Regions from separate parts of the Cyprinus carpio genome. Here region 2 is linked to region 1. The links are chromatin contacts, called in public Hi-C maps. All regions are on one chromosome and are shown on one strand. Each heading gives the region's core, a stretch centred on a gene start, on an enhancer-like site or on the middle of the called end of the contact. The rest is flanking DNA. Distances are from core to core; before and after follow the strand shown.

Region 1 (2,700 bases), core at 57-2,556:
TTTGACATCAAAATGTATTTTTGTCTTCATTTTGAACAGTATTTTTAATATATTTGTTATATAAACACACACAACATGGATAGTTAAATGGATAGTTCACACAAAAACAACACTTCTGTCATCGCGTACGAACTCATCTGTGTGCATTTCTCAAAAGAAGAAAACTGGTAACTAACAAAAAATGCATGGACAAAAAAAATAACCAGTGATACATTTCCCAAAACTTCATCTTTTATCTTGCACAGAAGAAAGTTACACAATTTTGAAGCAACATGAGGCTTATCTGTCTGTCAGTCTGCCTATCTATCTATCTATCTATCTATCTATCTGCAAAGCAGGACTGGGTTACAGTACTGTTGCTAGACTCAATGTATAGAGCTCTATGTGACAGTAAAAGCAACTCCAGAAGTAACTCACCGGATGAACATCAAATCAAATGCCCAGAAGAGTCGTCCAGTTCCGACAGATATATCCTATATGTCATGGGTTTCTTACTATCGCAGCAGAAGCTGAAGAGGTAACTGTACAGACGAACATTCATAAGTTTAATAAAAGGCTTCTTCCAGACAGCAGCTCGAGTCTAAAACGTGTCTGACCCAGACAGCTGGCAGCTGCCCAACACTATTACACTGACCGCTGAAATAAAAACACACCAGACCAGCGAGAAGACTACAAATGTGCACCAAGGGACTCTTTTTCTTTTTTTTATTTACTATCTTTCATTAATGTTGTCGTCTGAGATAAAGCCGTCACAAAGGATTACTATTAAAAACAGACTCCGTTATATTGACATGCATTGAAATCTTCTGTGCAAACTCCACTGGGAATGCCCAGACTATCCTTCCTGTCTGAAAGACCGTAAGAAATGATAGTTACCGTCTTCATCTTTTATTGCAGAACACATGCAGACAGTAGAAATCTTCATTTGATTCCCCTTCAGTGCATTCTTCAGCAAATCTCTCGTTTCGCTTCAAGCCATTCTCATGCCAACAAATGTAGTTGTGTCCTTGTACAGGAACCAAAAAAAAAGCTCTCCATGAACTCACTTCATCAGCAATGCAGGGGGGAAGACTCCAAAATATGAAAAAGTTGTTGAATAAGTTTGTGTAATCAGCTCATGTTTAACTGTTTAAGTTTCCAGCGTGTGTGATGGCTTATTGTTTGGTCTCGTGCTCTTTGATTCACCAGAGATGAACAGTAACAGTAACGCGCATCGGTGCGCTTGCAGGACAGCAGCGCTGATCAGAGACTTGCAGCCTTTAATACTGAAGCCGGATTTGAGGCAGCACTCAAACTCAAACACCGCCGGGGAGGTTCGCCATGACGTCATTGCAGATGTGCCTGATCGTGCGCGTGCGTCTGATCGTCAGGTGAAGCAGGTAACAACACAAACCTTCGATAAACGAGTAACACACATCTCTGTGCTTAACATTCAGATTGTCCGAGGCATGTAGCAAGTTAAAGTCCTGTTTAGAGTCAAATGTGATTGAAAATAAATTCAACAACACAATATAAAATAAGAGTTTGTAAATGTCATTATCTATCAAATAAAAATAGAAGAGTGTCGATTAGTTACAGTAAATCATTCAATTTTTTGGCCAACGTTGAATATAAAATAAGAGTTTGTAAAAGCGCAGGTGTCTTTTTATGAAAGTGGTAAACAGTAAATCAACAACAGAATAGAAAATAAGAGTTTGTAAATGTCATTATCTATCAAATAAAAATAGAATGTAGTATAAAAATAAATATCGTCCAGAGTTATGAAAGTGGTATTTCATATGCACGTCGCCCCGCTAGACGTCTGTTCGCTGATTGAGGATTATCGCTTAGTTCGGAGCGACACCCTGAGGTGACTATGTGACAGTGCACTGATTCACTGCGACTGATCAAATACAAAACTAATACAAAACTGAAAAAGAAACCCTCTTTATTTTAAGGTGTCCTTGTTACACGTTCCATGTAGGCTACTTATTAAAATAATACATTATGCATAATTACTTGCAAGTAACCCTAAGCCAAACCCTAACCCTAACCCTAACCATATAGTAGGCTAAGTATATGTAGTTAATTAATATTACTCAGTACTTAAATGTATAAGTACACTCTAACAAGGACACCTTAAAATAAAGTGTATATATATATATATATTCTCATAATCATTCTTTGTATGTTGATAGTTTATATGTTAATAAGTTAAATATCATATCACACAAATAATAATAATGAAGTACTTTGCAAATGCAAAAGAAAGCAATTCCATATTGCCAGGTATGAATATAATTTAAGAATTGATGAGTTGTGCATATAGTTGCAGAAACACAATAATGTTTGGAACTAATAAACTGTGAACGCTCACATGGAAAGTTGTTGAGGGTTATGAGTCCAGAAATGGTTGTAGATCCATTTCCAAGTTATTAAATTCTAGTGTATGTACAAATTATCAAGAAACGCAGAGGGTTTCAGACCACTGACAGTCTATCTAAATATGTTGTAGTAATTTGAAATGTAAGAAATGTAAAATTAATGAGCAATGATATATAAAAACAGAAAAAAAAAAAAAAAAAAAAAAAAATATTAACCTTAGGGTAATCAAGTAAATATGCTAAGTGCATAATGTCGTATGCATTTAAAATTAAAGTTAAAATTGTTATTAAAATTTAATTTATAATGTAGGATTCTTTTCTATGGACGGTCTTTGCA
Region 2 (2,700 bases), core at 116-2,615, 91 kb before region 1:
CTGTACTCGCCAGACTTCTGGATCCATGGTGCATTGCTCATGAAGACCTTGGTACTAAAGGAATTTGACGAGACCGATCTGGAATGAATATTATTTCCCGAAAATTTTAAAGCATAGAAAGGAACCAGTCAAAACAATAAATTAAGCCCAAGTCTTCAACCAAGACCAAGGTTAAACTCTAAAAAGGAAACCTCAAAAATATTTTACTTCGGACTGAACGACATTTTGCATTGAATTACACCCTGGATGGTTGTTATCTAACCTTGCAGTCTGCGACTGTAATAATATTTCCATTTAAGGCCTGCCTGAATGTATACTATGGAAGACTATGGGGACAAGGAAAAACCCTGAACTTTAAATTATTAACCAATGAAGCAATCTTAACTCTTCAACATGGACTGAACTTTGTCATCATCTCACCTGACACATAAACATAAACATCAGAGTCGCTTTCATGGATTATTCATTAGATTCTATTATTAAACCTCCCAAATGTTGGATACTCTGGAGTTATGATGAAGCTCCTCATGTCTGAGACCGTTCAAGAGGCCACGTTTGGGCGGCGTGCAAGACTGCCGGGGAGGAAACGGGCTGGTCTGCTTCTTATTTTCATACCTTTCTGAAAAACATGTCTGTGTGCTGCCTCAGAGGAGATGTTTGAAGCACAGTCACATTAATCCACATCTTGAACGCTGACATTTTCTTCATAGCTTTGCCAAAGAAAGAAATGGTGTTGTTTGGCGGGACGGTGTCACCAACATTGGATTCTCACACAAACTCAGCAGACAATTATTTTGACAGTGAGAGCTTCTGTAGAAGTTAGTTCAAAGAGATAGTTCACCTAAAAATCTAAAGTTAGTTACCCTCATGTCATTCCAAATCTGCATGGGTTTCTTTCTTTTTTTTCTCTTTGTGTTCTGATTATTTTGACCTGGAGAGGATTTTCTTTTTTCTTTTTCCAAAAATGCTAGCTAATATTATCGCATTGGACAAAGCTTACTGCCTTTGGGCAACAACTTCCCACAATTTATTTGATAATTCATGTACTTTTCTGGGATTTTCCCTCACCCCTTAACCATGGTTTTTCTGCAAATAAAACCGAAAAACATGGTAACTATAGTTAAACCATAGTACCACTAATTAGCCGTTGTTTTGATACACTATTTATAGTTTAACCATGGTATTTATAGTAAAACTGTGGTTATACAAATGGTAATCAATGCACAACAACAACAAAAACCAGTGGTTACTTCACTTTAACTATAATAAAACCATGGTAATTTTTCATAAGGGACCTTGTTAAGCTTGTGGTGAACTTGTGGGCTATAAAAATTGCTTATAAATTTCCTGTTAATGCTATGTTTTTGGATTCAAGCTTTTCTTTTATCAGTTTCAAATTAACACAGGTTGCATATTTATTTTTGGAACTGATTGATTGTAGGTCTCATTGACCTGAGATTATTATGCACCTCAGTTTTTGAGTGTTTTGCCAAAATTGTCTACAAATAATGTCTTTTGTTTGTTAATTAATGAAATCATTCATTCATTCGTTCATTTATTCATGTGCATAAGCTCTGATCAATAAACAACCAGTAAACCTAAAAAAAGAAATACAAAATTGAAAGAAAGAAAGCCGAGTAGAAGATTGAGTCCAAGATTTGGTGATAATATAGCATAATGAGAGATTTACAAGCAAGTTTTAAAAGGCTGGTCATTTTTGACTAGGACCACCAAATGTGCTAAAGGATTTAAGCAAGGTTTAAATGGGATTCAATCAGTGTTTTTTGGACCATATTGACTTTGATTACCTGGACAGAATCAGCTGAAACATTGTTCATTTCTTGTTTTGTGTTCCACAGAGGAAAGTAAGATATACATTGACAATATCTTGACATTGATGCTCTGATGCCCAGATTACCCAAAATAAACATCTGCACCCTCACTGGTGCTTGTATAAGTACTGGACTCTAGATGTCTCCATAAGCCATCTTTCCCTTGTGCGCTAGGGTCAATCATTAAAAACAAGTATACCTCTTACTGTAGCCTTTTTGTTTTTTGTTTCTCCATACTGCAGTTTGGTAGGAATGGAATATTGTTTGCTTATTCAGAGCTAACTACCTTTGTGTAATGCTGTGCATGAGCTGTTTTTCAGCTGTTCTCTTGCTGTGTTATTGTCATCAGGTTGAGATGAGGTCAACACGAATGTTTCACTAGGATACCATGGACACATAGCTCAAAACGACTGTGTCTGGATCGGAGGCTACTGAAAGGTGTGCATCCTTTATTGGAATCAAAATTCAGTAAAATATCTTCTCTCGCATCATGTTACTTAAATGTCATTGTTTTCCTTTTTAATAGATTTTTATAGAGAGCATAACATTGAATTTAAGAACAAAAGTACTGTATTTTTCCAGTACTTCGGTCCTAATCAAACTAACCAGCTCTGAGATGAATCGCGTCACATTTATTTTGAAGAAGTATTATGAATGTGACTGTATACTAAAGCATTGTATCATTTGACATATTGATTTTTTTATTTTAGATTTAGTAATTTTACATGTTTTTGAAATGTATTTTTATTTCTATTTAGCTTTAATTGATTTCAATTAATTAAATTAATTTATTTCAGTGTTATTTTAAATAATTTTAGTACTCCTTTAGTGATTTTTTTCTGATTGGTGTCAAGGCTAAATTTAAGTT

What was found. A called contact is a pair of places that touch in the nucleus more often than the background predicts.
Region 2: a Hi-C map of skeletal muscle shows a contact between it and region 1, with 5 times the contacts expected there. The contact joins the enhancer-like site here to the promoter of adamts6 in region 1. A contact is called at or near these places in 3 of 8 Hi-C or Micro-C datasets (liver, red blood cells and skeletal muscle).

What each region holds. Positions count from the first base shown.
Region 1 is chrB10:5,753,585-5,756,284 of ASM1834038v1, reverse strand. adamts6 (A disintegrin and metalloproteinase with thrombospondin motifs 6) reads right to left here and starts at 1,306. Exons shown (of 26, transcript XM_042732217.1): 1 at 877-1,306; 2 at 418-521.
Region 2 is chrB10:5,845,021-5,847,720 of ASM1834038v1, reverse strand. No RefSeq gene overlaps it. Among protein-coding and RNA genes, the nearest start is that of cwc27, 45 kb to the left of the region's middle. Within about 2 kb of position 1,365, at least 1 of the 8 cell types and tissues checked has an H3K27ac peak or open chromatin away from gene starts, as enhancers often do.